3 separate regions of the Mus musculus genome follow, and regions 1 and 3 are each linked to region 2. The links are chromatin contacts, called in public HiChIP or PLAC-seq and promoter capture Hi-C maps. All regions are on one chromosome and are shown on one strand. Each heading gives the region's core, a stretch centred on a gene start, on an enhancer-like site or on the middle of the called end of the contact. The rest is flanking DNA. Distances are from core to core; before and after follow the strand shown. Region 1 holds the start of Duoxa2 (dual oxidase maturation factor 2). Region 2 holds the start of Spg11 (SPG11, spatacsin vesicle trafficking associated). Region 3 holds the start of Mageb3 (melanoma antigen, family B, 3).

Region 1 (4,698 bases), core at 1,824-4,323, 180 kb before region 2:
CGAACATATTAAATAAGAGAACCCATTCTCTAAACCGGAGAGCGTCCATCCCATACACACCCCGGTCACCACCAGGTAAGCATCCGTCGGTACTCACCGGTGGCCAGCGTGAGCCAAAAGGAGGCGCCGTAGTAAGGCGTGAGGACGGCGGAGCCCAGGCGGAAGTGGCAGAGCGGCACGCTGGAAATCGAGGCGAAGGCGAAGACACCGAAGAGCGTGAAGGCACCGGTGGTGAGCAAAGCCAGGCCTCCGTAGAGTGGGGCGGGCATGGAGAGCAGCGCATTGGCGATGATCCAGAAGCAGAATGCCACCCTGCGAGGGACCAAGGCAGCGCTCCATGAGCGGGAGTTCCCTGACCAGGACTGCTGGCGGTGTAGAGGAACCGTCCCCAACCCCCACCCCGGGAGAGCTGGGTCCTGAGCCTCCCCTCCCAGCCCCTCGGCCTCCCCCCTCCTATAGCTGGGACGTGAATTCCCATGGGTTTTGTAGATTGCCAGCCTGATGATGCCGCGAGGCTGCAGTTCCAGCTTCGGAGACCGCGCTCTCCAGGTCACATGCACCCTGCCCTATCCCCATCCCTGGCTCACCACAGTGTTGCTGCGGCATAGTGACCGGCCAGGTGATATTGGTGGTACAGCCCGCAAGGACTGCTCGGTGTGAACTTCTCTGCCAGGTATAGCACTGGGTCCGGCAGTCCCTTCTCCAAGGCATGGACATACTCCTTGGTGTAGTCTTCGTTCAGACGCCAAGTGAAACGCTCATTGTAGTCAATGGTCTCGTTCAGCTGCTGCCTCGGTGTTCCTGCGGGAAGCCATGGGGGTCATGGCACTGTGCAAGGCCAGGGACCCGGAAACTAAAGAGTTTCAGATAGGGAACTAAGGGTGGGGCAACTGTCAGGAAAGAGAAAGGCTAGGTAGTGGTACCGGGAAACGCAAAGTTAAATCGAAGGCTTTCTGAACCCGAGGGACGTGATAGGGCACTCTATCTAACACAGTGGCTCTCAACCTTCCTAAACCGTGACCCTTTAATACAGTTCCTCATGGTGTGGTGACCCCCAACTATAAAATTATTTTTGTTGCTACTTCCTAACTGTAATTTCGTTACTGCTAGGAATCATAATATGAAGGTCTGCATCTTCTGATGGTCTTAGATAACACCTGTAAAACAGCGGTAGGGGTCGCGACCCACAGGTTGAGAATCGTGCCGCTCAGTTCCTACCCACAGGATCTCCTGTCTCCCACCCCCACCCCCACCCCCACACCAACCTCCTTACCTCGGAGTGTAATGTTAACGCCCGCCAGCCCCACGTGCAGACCGACATGGACTTGAACACGGGATGGACTGAAGGCTTTGTAGGATGTGTTGGTCCACACTCTCCCCACGAACCAGTCTCCACTGAAGTGCACAGCTAGGGGGAGATGCACACAGTGACATGTGGGTGAGGGTGGGAGTGGGGAGACGGAAACTAGAGGCTTGGTGATGGGAACAGGAAGATGAAGGTCTAGAAGCCTGGTGTAATAACATAGTAAGGACAGAACAGTGGGCAAGTACAGTGGCTGAGGCAGGGCAAATAAGCACTTCTCAAGGTCAGCCTGGGCTACTTAGTGAGAGACTGTCTCAAAACAAATGGAAAAGCCCGCGCAAGAGAACAGATAAGGGTGCTAGAAATAGGTGAGAAGTAGAAGAAGGGCGGCAAAGCTCCCAGATTCTCAGTGCCTCTCCTTCCCTACTCCACGCCCCTTCCCCCAAGTTACCCAGTTCACTCACCCACAATTTCGGCACCTATGAACAGGCTAAGAAGGACTCTCACCAACCAGAACCAGCGCTGTAGGAAAAGATACACACTGGATCAAGCTTGGGTACCACCCAGCCCATCCTCAAGGCCTCCCTTGACCCCACTCCACTTCATCCCTGACCTTTTGAAGATGATGCTTTCCCTTCGAGTTCCTCTATGCCAACGACGTTTCTGGTGTATTCTGGGCATGTGTTTCCCTGGCCATTTCCCCTCGCCTACTTTCAGGTCTACCTCGCCTGGCAGTCAGTCTCTGACTACCTGTATACCCCCAGCTGTCTGGCGCCAGCTCTCCGCCTCTAATTCAATCACTACTTGGTGAGACTCAGTGAGTTCACAAGTGCCAGGCAGACAGGGGTCACCTCTCCCAGAAGAGGGAGGCCCCGGGGCCTGGTAGTCAATTAAAAGAGAGGGACTGCGGATTTTTCTAGACCTGCCAGTTCCTCCGAACCAACAAAGATCAACAGGAAAAGGTCTTCTCAGACTTATAACAATGTAGTTCAGGACCTGGAGGCTGGGAGCTTGGAAATTTCTCTTGCTTGCTACACGTTTGAATCTTCTGTGAAACTCTCTTGAGTCTTTAACTCAACACAGTAAGAAAAGCACAGAAGTCCCCATTCTCTTGATCATGGTTCAAAGCACAGGACAGAGGGGCTAAGGCATTCAGAGACCAGAGACGGGGGGGGGGGCTGGCCGCACCCGAAGGCTAGACTTAATTCCAAATATACTGGGCTGATTCCCACTGCTGCTGCAGCTTCCAAAAGAAGCCAGCTGGAGTCTCTTCCCGGGATGTCCTGGACCAAGGAACCTCTTCCTCGGAAGAGTCGCTTACTGCACCAGACTTCTAAATTTGCATCTGCTGATCCTCGGAGAATCTTCCTTAGTCTCTTCTGTCCTGAGTCTCCAAGAAACTCTCTCCATATCGCACTATTACCCCCACGAAATCGGCTTCTTCTAGAATCCCTCTAGGGAGAACTTTGAATACCCCCTTACCGAGTGCCCACGGATTCCAGGCAAGATGAACAGGAAGCTAGCAGCCAAAGACAAGAACACCAGGATAACAATGAGCAGCGGTACGCTGAAGCTGGCGGCATGCCTGGGCTGGGGGTAAAAGGGTAGCACCCCGTCCCACGCAGTCATCCTGCAAGAAGTTCGAGAACTGTTCGCAGGCAGCGAGCTGGGATGAGTGATAAAAAGTCCGAGCCCTGCGGCTCTCCTAAGAAGCGCAGAGGCGTGATCTCCCGAAACTCTTTCCTGGCCCTGCGACTTCACGCAGTGTTCACAAAGAAACGCAGACCCCCTCCTTTTATAGGAGCGTGGGCAGCAAGCAGGGGCGGCGTCCAAACCAGGTAGCAGGGTCCTGTCTGGTTGAGGTCATGCAAACGAAGGGGCGGAGACATGCAAATAACTGAAATCCTGTCCTTAACTCGACCGCAAACCTCTGATTCACACATTCACACCTGCTAGCGGTGGCGCGAGCGACACCTGCTAGGCAGGACGAAGAGCGAAGGGTGAACGGGCATCCAGGAAGGGTGAAGATTCTCGGAGCTGCTCCCAGGAGCGGAGCAGGAAACAAAATCTCCAAGACCACGGAAGACTGTTGAACCGGACCGGATCCCTTACACCAGAGGTTGGGTCTCCTAGCTCCTTTCTCCCCTTTGAACGTAATTCATCCTAGATGAGGATGAGGTTGGCTGCGCGTCCCTAGCTCTCAGTTCATTAGCCTCTCTCCCTTTTCTATCCCCCTCCTGGAGAAGCAGTACTTGGGAAATTGGGCTGAGAGGACTAGGTTTTAGAACAAACCCCATAGACAGTCCCGCTGCGCTCCTGACCAGGGTGTTAATGTGCTTGAGATCAGCATCAGACAGGGTTAGGGTGGCAGACGGTCTTAATGCCAGAAAGCGCGTCGTGAAGATGTGGGACCTGAGTAGTACCTCTCTGCTCCTCTCCCAGTACCAGCCGTGGGAGTGTGCGCTCTTGACACACTACCCCCCACCGCCGGGATCAAGGACAGCATGCTTCCAACAAGTCCCAAGACTCTAGTTCTCCTGGGCGCTCTGCTGACTGGACCCCTGGGCCCAGCAGGTACGTAGTAGGGGCCTCTTGCTGAAGGGGCTAGCCAGTGTCCCACAGGAGTGTGGAAAGAGAAGGGAAGGCAGATGGCGCCTGGAAGCTGGAAGGGTTGAGCCATCTCTTATTGAGCTATTGAGTTGGAAGACTTCTGACCGCCTCGGCTCAGCGGCCAAAGGATTGGAGATGGCGTTCATTGGCAGGAGTTAGCCAGCTGAGGAAGGAGCCTAAAGCCCATCGGGTCATTCAGGGCATTCTGGAAGGTTAATGTTAAGTGGGAGGCTTTCTGCTCCCACAGGTGGCCAGGACGCACCCTCACTGCCCTGGGAAGTGCAGCGCTACGACGGCTGGTTTAATAATCTGAAGTACCACCAGCGCGGTGCGGCTGGTAAGCCCCGGGCTCTGTAGGGAGGGCGTGCAGTTGGAGTGTGGGGAGAGGAGCCGGGGCGGCCTGCGGGATTGCATTCTCACCACATTCTTATCCATTCCTGGGGGTAGGAAATGGGAGGGGGCATGTGGGGCTTCTTGGGGACCCAGAGCGTTGATCCAGATCAACTCTCTGCGCTCCAGGCTCGCGGCTGCGTCGCCTAATACCGGCTAATTATGCTGACGGTGTTTATCAGGCTCTGGAAGAGCCGCTACTGCCCAACCCTCGCCGGCTAAGCGATGCTGTCGCTAAGGGCAAAGCAGGGCTGCCCTCGGTCCACAACCGCACAGTGCTGGGGGTCTTCTTTGGTGAGTATAGGAACAGGAAACCAGGGTGGATCTGGAGCTTGCTGAGTGTCCAGGGAAAGGACCACCGCAACTTGCAGAAAAAAGAACTTTCCAAGAAGTGC
Region 2 (4,820 bases), core at 206-2,705:
AAGAAAGAAAGAAAGAAAGAAAGAAAGAAAGAAAGAAAGAAAGAAAGAAAGAAAGAAAGAAAGAAAGAAAGAAAGAAAGAGAAGAACATGGCAGCATTTTGTCAAATGAAGTCCTGCATTCATCAAGAAATACTAAAGTACCTTTTATGAGCCAGGCTGGGATTCAGGCAGGAAGATAACAGTGGTGCACAGGTCTCTGCTATTTCCAGGCTTACATAGAGTTTGGTCAGGAATTGACATAAAATGTTAATTAGTCATAAATACTATGATTTGAGAGTGACTGGAATAGAGAGGGGCTTTAGACTTTAGACTGAGCCAGGAAGGCATGTTAGCAGGTTGCCATTAAGTCAAAATGTTCAGTTTGTAGAAGTGGCTGTGTTAGAAAGACACTGTTAAGTAGGCATGGAGGCATAATCCTGTATTCCTAGAACCTGAAAAGCTGGTGAAGGAGGATCAGGTGTCTAAGGCCACTAGAGAACCTTTATCAAATAAATAGCTTGACCAAATGCCTTTTCAATAGCTCTCTACCTCTTCTCTTCTGTATCAGATTGTACTTTCCTGAGAAAAACAGAAGAAATTGAAAGGTGAACTATTTCACCATCTCTACTCTGTATGCATCCATCTGTTACAAAGGATATCGTTTGACTTCAATCTCCATGTTAACCTTCATGTTTGTAACAGAGTCCTTGGTGGAGGACCACAAAGAATAGATTGTTTGACCTCAAAAGGAGATCTATTGGTCTGAGAAGTTTACACTCCCAAATCCTGAGACTGGGTACCCACGGGTACAAGAAAATTCATCTCGAAGGGTCTGAAAATTAGTTTTTGCAGTCAGGAGGAGGAAGGGCTTGTAGAATTTATTTTATTTTATTTTATTTTATTTTTGGTAAACTGCTCTTCAAAACTTCCTGATGGGGGAAATGAGTCAGATTGATTTTTCAAACTCTGGGATCCCAGGCATCTGATGGAGATAGTTGCTTTCCAAAACTCCATACCACTCCGTAGAGGGGCCGATTTCTCGAAGCCGGGGATGGGGGGAGGGGGTCTGTTGTGAAGCCCTGCTTTTTTTTTTTTTTTTTAAAATGGTAGAGGGTTCTTTATTAGTTCTAGACTTTAAAAGAGTACTTGCTACCAAGAAAAGCGCACTACCAGATGCCTGTTAACCGAGCAGCACAAAAAGTGAAGAGGAGCCAGCAACAGGGTTTCAATGGAGTAAGAAGCACCTGCCTTAGAAATCTTTGGTAGCAAGGACAGCACAAGCAGCTGAAAGGCCCTGGCGTATTATTGAATTGAGCTGAGCAGGGAGGGGCAGGCGTGGTTTTTGCAGGATTCCGTTTAGAGCCGCCTCCACCCCAAGCTGAGCAAATGCCGGGCGCAGGACCGCCTCTCTCGTGAGAGTCACAAGGTCCGAATCACTGCGCAGGTCCGTGACGCATTCGGGCGCCTCTACCGGAAGGACCGCCCAGGCCAAGATGGCTGCCCAGCCAGGGCCCGGAAGTGCTGCCTCCCCCGGCTGTGCCGGGGCCATGGAGCGGGTCCTGCCCATGCTGCTGGTGCGGATCCCAGCTGAGGAGACGGCGCAGCTGGGACCGCGGGCGCAGCTGCACCGAGAGCTGGAGGCCCTGGGGAGCCTGACGGCTGCGGGCAGTCTCCAAGTGCTTTCCTTGGCGCCGGGCAGCAGGGGTGGGAGCAGCTGCTGCCTCCCAGGACCCTTTAGGCAGTAAGTGCTGCGGGACGGCTGCAGGCTGTGGGAGGAGGCTGAAATCTGAGCCGCTCCGGAGGGGAGTCCTGGGCTCGCCTCTCGCCGGCCCCTGGGTTGGTGGGAGAGGATGAACCACTGGGGAGCCTCCTCAGGATCGAGCCCCGTGCCTCTCGGAACCTTTCCCATCCCGAAGTGAAATCCTCACCTTGTTGCAACTCACGGCTCACTTCCTGGGTGGACAGAGAAGATGTCTCACTCCTTGATAGCCCCTGCAAACCCTGGATGGGTCTCAGCACAGGTCCTGTTTCTTTAATTCAATACAGATTGTCACTGAAAGGAGTTCTAAGCCTATCTTTCTCTACCTCCTCCTCCCCCTCTTCACTATGTATCCCTAGGTATTCTAGAACTCGAAATATAGCCTGGAGCCTACAGAGATCGGCCTGTCTCTGCCTGCACTACCAGACAGTCTACTTTGTTTTAAAATGCCAGATAAGGCTTATTTCTAAAGCATTTTTTTTTGTCTCTAAAATAATGTTTTCTTGCAAACACAGCCACCACCACGCCCACTCCAGCCCCTGCTCCTCTTTAAACTTGTCCATTCATTTACACAAGTGCTCTGAGGTCACTGAACGGTATTCCAGCCCTACGTTTTCCATGTTTAAATCACAGTCTCAAGATATAGCCAGATTGGCTTGCAATTCACAATCCTCCTGTTTTACCCCTTCTAATGCTGAGATTACAGGCTTGTATACTCCATACCTGGCATGTCCGCTGTTTCTTAGACATGAGGCTCCCATGGATTGAGAAGGTAGAGAATTACAATATTATATTGCTTTCCACTTTTCATAAAACAGTTTACATCATAAAGTTTAGAAGTCCCCTGAGTATATGCTGACCTTTTTAATAAAGGGAAGTAAGTATTTTAGGATCAATCTATATGAGACTGTATAGCCAACAGGTATCTCACTTTGAGTCTCCAGGCTCTTCAACAGCTCTATAGACACAAGATGAGTTTGCTGAGTCAGCAAGTATTTTAACCCATCTTTTTACCCCCTTGTGATACGGTCTCATGGAGCTCAGGCTGGCCTGGACCCAAGGATGCCTGTGAGTTCCCAACCCTCTTACCTCCTCCTCTCCAATGCTGGAATTATAAGCACGTACTTCCATCCCAGCTTTCTACTGTTCTCATGTCTGGTGTGTGTTGGAGTGCCTGTGTGTTCTTGGTATATAAAGGCAGAAATGGGAACTGTCAGTGTTTCTAATAAGAACCTCATAGCCACCCCATTTAATATAAACTTATTATTGTAGAAAAGCAAAGTTTTTAAAAGAAGTTGAAACTATCAGAGTGGTAGCCTCATCTCTTTTAGTGTTTTCAGAGTTGGGCCATATTGACTGATCTTAAGATAGGTCTTTCTCTGTAGCCCAGACTGGCCCCAAACTCAGTCTTCTTGTCTCAGCCACTAAAGAAAGTGATTGCTATCGAGTCACCAGATCTGGCTCATACATATTAGTGATAGTCTTTTCTTTTTTTAAGATTTATTTATTTTATTACTATGAATACACTGTAGCTGTCTTCAGACACACACTAGAAGAGTGCATCAGACCCTGTTACAGATGGTTGTGAGCCACCATGTGGTTGCTGGGATTTGAACTCAGGACCTTTGGAAGAGCAGTCTGCCCTCTTAACCGCTGAGCCATCTCTCCAACCCAGTGATAGAGTCTTGCTATGTTGCTTAGGGTGTTCAGTTTCTGGGCTCAAGAGACCCTTCCTCGGCCTTCTGAGTAGCTAAGACAATGTTGCTATGCCCAGCTTGGACCTTTTTATTTTAGTTTTTACATGTGTGTGAATGTGTGCATGTATACATGTGGAGGCCTGATATTGATATTGAGTGTCTTCCTAGATTGCTTGCCACAGTAATTTGAATTTTTTATTTATTATTATTAATGTTTGGGTGTGTGTGCACGTGCTCATGAACATGGCACAGCATAAAACTGTGGAGGTCAGAAAACAACTCCATGCGGTTGGTTCTCTGCATCCACCTTGACATGGAGTTCAGAGATCCAACTCAGGTTGCAAAGCACATGCATGTGTCCTTCCCTGATGAACCATTGCTGACCCTCCTCTTCATTTCAGAGTCAGAGTCTCGATCTGAAACCAAGAGCTCACAGGCTTGAGTTGGTCTAGATGGCTAGCTTGTCCCCAGGATCTTTTGTCTCTGACTCCTGAGTGCTAGGATTACAGGCAGCCAGGCCACCAAGCCTGACTGGCTCTCGTGTGGGTTCTGAGTATCCAAGTGCCACTCTCCAGCCTGTGGAGCTAGCTCTTTAGCCCCTAAGCAACTTCTACAGCCCTTAGGTTTATTTTAAAATATAATGTAATATAATTAGTCTCTCTCTGTCCTTGCTAGCCAACTTTGGTGACTATGCTGTCTAGTATGATAGTCATTAGCCAGCCACATGTGGCTAAGCTGGACCGTCTTTACCGTAACAGTTCTTTTTTGCAGTACCCACAGTAGAAGTGCCCTGTAGCCATATCTGCCCACGGATTGTTGGCTGTCTTGAGCAGCACTGAAATAGAACATTTGTATCATCACAAAGTTCTATTAGGGAGGGTTGTTCTGTAACATAGCATTCTGGAGTACTCAAAGACTGCAGATGTAAATAATTAATTTTTAAATCTGAAATAATCCAATTCAGTCAAAGCCCATTTAAAACATTATTTATTTTTTGTTTGTGAGCGTTTGCCTGCAAGTATATATGTGCATCATGTGCATGGTACCAGCAGAGACCAGGAAAGGATGTCAGATCCCCTGGAACTGCAGTTACTGTATTTGTGAACAAGTATTCTCAACCACTTGAGTCACCGCCAGCTGTATAAGCCCATTTTATTGATTATAATAAGTAATATACTTACTTTATAAGGAATAAATTTACAACTGGGTATGGTGGCACATGCCTTTGATCCCAGCACTCAGGAGGAAGAGACAGGTGGATCTCTGTGAGTTTGAGGCCAGCCTGGTCTACATAGCAAGTACCAGGACAGTCAGGCCTACAAAGAATAATTAGGCTTTTAAAAGATGTTTAAAAAGCTGAAGGGAACAGTTTCTTGCCCTGTGTT
Region 3 (4,494 bases), core at 585-3,084, 160 kb after region 2:
TTTAATCCTAACATGTGAACAGCAAGTGAAGTACTTTAGGCTGCACCTATGAAGCAGAAGGCTACTGAGTGAGAAACATTAACTAATATGTAATATAAGCCATGTTTTAATCTTCCGTTTTATTCCAGGGGAGAAAACACCTATAATGCCCCAAACTCGACATGACCAAACCATTGAAAAAAAATTGAGAAACTCTATTAAAAAAAGAAAAATCAAAACAAAAGCCAGTAAAAACTAGCTTCCACATGCCATGTCACTGCTTTTATAGAGATAATTGCTGGACCACAAACACAAATGTGTAGCTTGGCATTTCATGAATCAAAGTAACAGGCAATCTACAATCTAAAACATGTAGATAAGCCTATCATTTCAAGGCACTAATTTGTATATGGATGTAACCGTAATCTTGGTATTGTCTTAGTAGCATGAGAAAGATAACACTCCCTGCCTTGCCTTGGAGTAGCATCTAAGAATACTCATGTCAGGAGCTTAGGGTAGTTTCCTGGCAGTATCTCAGTAGGTTTCTCCGAGGTACTCTGAGAGTGCCTAACGTCATTCACACATCCAGCTACCACTAGGGCGAGAAGTAAATAAACACTATTTATTTATGCAATTATTTATCACAGAATCCTGGTCAAGAACGCAAAGGTAAACTCATACGGACTTACCCAACGTAAACAACATGCTAAATAGAATTAAGATTCACCCTTAACTAACCACTACGGAAATCAGAGGCCTCCTACACACGCTGGTTTTTACTACCACACTTGACTTTAAAAAGTAGTAATGTCAACTCAACATTTTAGCAGTACAGAAAACGACAGAAGCTCCAAGAACCTCTTTCCAGATTCTCAAAGGATGTCTGTAAGAGCTCAAGTAGAGAGAGCAACGCCCCCCTAATGCACCCTACAAGAATGAAATACCAAAAACATTACGTGGGCCCACAAGAAGGTTCGAAAAGGCAATCTAACTTAATTAGCTATCGGGTCCACGGGGTCAGAGACTGGGAACGTGAGATGGGGTTGGGGGTGGGTAGCAAAGTGAAATCTAACCCCAGAAATCACAACACAGGCCGCAGCCTAAGAGCTGAAGCTGGCGGGAAGTGAGCTCCCTGGCCGTTCCCTGGGGAAAGTCCAAGCCAGAGCAGCTTCCACGACAGTGGACGTACAAGGCGCCAACAGTGCATGCCTACGGACGTTGCTGGAACCGCTGAGGGCTCGGCTAGAGAAGGGGAGGAGATCCCGGCAGACGGCCCTGAGAGAGGACTGAGCTTCGGAGCAACGGCAGCGTCTGGACCAAGGGAATTACCTTCACTGTGACGACAGAAAAGTGTCTTCGGGCTCCGGCGATGGTCCCGACTGCGCAATAGGTGGTGTCTTTCCCGCTTATCCCTCAGCAGCAACAGAACCAGCTCCTTCAGCCAGTCGCCATTTCCCGCCTACCGACCTGCTGCACCGCACGGACAGGGACCCGGATGGAAAGCGGCCTCCCTGCGCAGGCGCTCTGGCTCCCTCCTCCCCCGCCCGCCCCGATCCGGAGAGGCGGGAGGGAAGGAATGCGGGAGGCCTGGGCGGCAGCGGGGGAGGGGAAACCAACTTTTACTACCGTGAAGAGGCTGAAGTTTCTGCCGCCTTAGGGAACTCACCAGAGCGAATTCCTGACCAAAAGAAAAACAAGAAACAACAACAACAAAAAACAATGAAAAAAAAATGAGCTTAGGGCCCGAGGAGTTAGACTGGACTCAGCCTCCGATGGGGCTCGGAGCGTGGGGGACGTTTGTACTTCGGGGGCCTCCGTAGCGGGCTGCGGGGTGGTCGCAGGGGGAGTAGGGAGGAAAGCGTTAGCAGCGGAGGCGGGGACGCCGGGGGCGGTTTTCCCTCCCGCCGCTAACGGAACCGCCTAGAGCCGGGCGACAAGGAGAGCGCGCCCTGGCCTGGGAGGCGGGGTTTAAGAACGCGCCGCGCACCCAGCGGCCAGGGTTAGCGACTAGGCGGCGGTGGGTGGAGCCGGCGGGAAGGGGCGGTGCTAACGGCTTGGCGCGCTGGAGCGGGAGCCAGTGCCTTGCGCTCCCGATGGCCAGACCCAGCCTGGTCCCGGTGCTTTCGGAGGTTCGCGGAGTGTCCCCGAGGTTCTCTTCCTAGGTCACTTTGCTAGCGGGAGCCCCTGTTGCCCTTGGACCTATGAAGGAGACTCTTAACCCTTCCCTTCCTCGCGATGTGGGCAGTGATCCTGTACGCTTAAAACTCGAGTCTTTCAAATGGGTTTTCACACACGACTGTGGGCTCCATCTAGAATCTGGATGATTCTTAATCTTCTTGATGCTGAAACGCTTTTAATAGAGTTCCTCATGTATGATGACCCCACCAACCATAAAATTATCTTTGTTGTTACTTCATGGCTGTAATTTTGCTAGTGTCATGAATCGGAATGCAAATATGTTTTCCCATGATCTTATTCAACCTGTGGTTTGACCTCTTAAGGGTTGCAACCCACAAGTTGAGAAACACTGGTCTAGATAGCACTTTTGACTGAAATTCCAAGCTGATCTCATTATTCTATAAGAAATGCTGATTGAGACAGGAGAGGCTTGGACGCCAGTCTGAAGAGAACAATCCTAGGGTTTGCAGAAAAGAGCTTGATCCACGAGTTCGGAAGTCCTGATTCCTGCCTGTCAGCTCTTCTACTTCAGTCCTGAGCACAGTCAACATGCCTAGGGGTCAAAAGAGTAAGAGCCGCTCCCGTGCTAAACGACAGCAGTCACGCAGGGAGGTTCAAGTAGTTCAGCCCACTGCAGAGGAAGCAGGGTCTTCTCCTGTTGACCTGAGTGCTGGGTCCAGCTTCCCTGGTGGTTCTGCTCCTCAGGGTGTGAAAAACCCTGGATCTTTTGGTGCAGGTGTATCCTGCACAGGCTCTGGTATAGGTGGTAGAAATGCTACTGTCCTGCCTGATACAAAAAGTTCAGATGGCACCCAGGCAGGGACTTCCATTCAGCACACACTGAAAGATCCTATCATGAGGAAGGCTAGTGTGCTGATAGAATTCCTGCTAGATAAATTTAAGATGAAAGAAGCAGTTACAAGAAGTGAAATGCTGGCAGTAGTTAACAAGAAGTATAAGGAGCAATTCCCTGAGATCCTCAGGAGAACTTCTGCACGCCTAGAATTGGTCTTTGGTCTTGAGTTGAAGGAAATTGATCCCAGCACTCATTCCTATTTGCTGGTGGGCAAACTGGGTCTTTCCACTGAGGGAAGTTTGAGTAGTAACTGGGGGTTGCCTAGGACAGGTCTCCTAATGTCTGTCCTAGGTGTGATCTTCATGAAGGGTAACCGTGCCACTGAGCAAGAGGTCTGGCAATTTCTGCATGGAGTGGGGGTATATGCTGGGAAGAAGCACTTGATCTTTGGCGAGCCTGAGGAGTTTATAAGAGATGTAGTGCAGGAAAATTACCTGGAGTACCGCCAGGTACCTGGCAGTGATCCCCCAAGCTATGAGTTCCTGTGGGGACCCAGAGCCCATGCTGAAACAACCAAGATGAAAGTCCTGAAAGTTTTAGCTAAAGTCAATGGCACAGTCCCTAGTGCCTTCCCTAATCTCTACCAGTTGGCTCTTAGAGATCAGGCAGGAGGGGTGCCAAGAAGTAGAGTTCAAGGCAAGGGTGTTCATTCCAAGGCCCCATCCCAAAAGTCCTCTAATGTGTAGTTGAGTCTGTTCTGTTGTGTTTGAAAAACAGTCAGGGTCCTAATCAGTAGAGAGTTCATAGCCTACCAGAACCAGCATGCATCCATTCTTGGCCTGTTATACATTAGTAGAATGGAGGCTATTTTTGTTACTTTTCTAATGTTTGTTTAACTAAACAGTGCTTTGTGCCATGCTTTTTGTTAACTGCATACAGAAGTAACTGTCACTTGTCAGGTTAGGACTTGTTTTGTTATTTGCAACAAACTGGAAAACATTAGTTTTTACTAAAACATTGTGTAACATTGCATTGGAGAAGGGATTGTCATGGCAATGTGATATCATACAGTGGTGAAACAACAGTGAAGTGGGAAAGTTTATATTGTTAGTTTTGAAAATTTTATGAGTGTGATTGCTGTATACTTTTTTCTTTTTTGTATAATGCTAAGTGAAATAAAGTTGGATTTGATGACTTTACTCAAAAAAAAATGCTGATTGAAAACGTGCCGTTTTTAAAAGGATATAACTGAATTAGGAAAAATAGCCACTGCGTTCCCAGTTGACACTCCACCAAAGAAGACAGGGGTAAGACTGCATTATAGACGTGAAGTAATACGCGTAGTAGGATAGCATGTGATTATGCCAGCGACGGGGTCTGGGGAGTTTTCATAAGACTTCCCTAAGTGAGACATAGATGGGGAGTTGATTTTGTAAAAGTGTTCTTACAAAAAGGAAACAAAGGAAAATCCCAAGACAGAATCATGTTGAGCCACTATCTGTAGAAAAAGAGGGAGGGGGGATGGCCAGATAATAGCAGGT

The links. HiChIP or PLAC-seq counts read pairs in DNA pulled down with a chosen protein or histone mark. Capture Hi-C pulls out chosen DNA fragments and counts their contacts.
Region 1: a contact with region 2 is called in an H3K27ac HiChIP or PLAC-seq map of embryonic stem cells, with 10 read pairs. The contact joins the promoter of Duoxa2 here to the promoter of Spg11 in region 2. A contact is called at or near these places in 5 of 39 promoter capture datasets (cranial neural crest, embryonic stem cells, maxillary cranial neural crest and 1 more), 3 of 484 Hi-C or Micro-C datasets (embryonic stem cells and muscle stem cells), 7 of 115 datasets of contacts at active chromatin or transcription factors (embryonic stem cells and pancreatic cancer cells) and 2 of 9 other capture datasets (adipose tissue and liver).
Region 3: a promoter capture Hi-C map of liver shows a contact between it and region 2. The contact joins the promoter of Mageb3 here to the promoter of Spg11 in region 2. A contact is called at or near these places in 1 of 39 promoter capture datasets (erythroid cells), 7 of 484 Hi-C or Micro-C datasets (CD8 T cells, embryonic stem cells, muscle stem cells and 3 more), 4 of 115 datasets of contacts at active chromatin or transcription factors (the SCID.adh cell line, effector CD8 T cells and embryonic stem cells) and 3 of 9 other capture datasets (adipose tissue, liver and pancreatic islet).

What each region holds. Positions count from the first base shown.
Region 1 is chr2:122,297,275-122,301,972 of GRCm38.p6, reverse strand. It overlaps Duoxa2 (dual oxidase maturation factor 2), which reads right to left and starts at 3,073. Exons shown (of 6, transcript NM_025777.2): 1 at 2,786-3,073; 2 at 1,768-1,825; 3 at 1,274-1,408; 4 at 588-801; 5 at 98-312. The coding sequence starts at 2,932. Duox2 (dual oxidase 2) reads left to right here and starts at 3,746. Exons shown (of 33, transcript NM_001362755.1): 1 at 3,746-3,877; 2 at 4,161-4,250; 3 at 4,433-4,597. The coding sequence starts at 3,808.
Region 2 is chr2:122,115,021-122,119,840 of GRCm38.p6, reverse strand. It overlaps Spg11 (SPG11, spatacsin vesicle trafficking associated), which reads left to right and starts at 1,455. Exons shown (of 40, transcript NM_145531.2): 1 at 1,455-1,720. The coding sequence starts at 1,473.
Region 3 is chr2:121,953,432-121,957,925 of GRCm38.p6, reverse strand. Mageb3 (melanoma antigen, family B, 3) reads left to right here and starts at 1,834. Exons shown (of 1, transcript NM_008545.2): 1 at 1,834-4,155. The coding sequence starts at 2,707. The coding sequence ends at 3,699. It overlaps Ctdspl2 (CTD (carboxy-terminal domain, RNA polymerase II, polypeptide A) small phosphatase like 2), which reads right to left and starts at 1,925. Exons shown (of 13, transcript NM_212450.4): 1 at 1,309-1,925.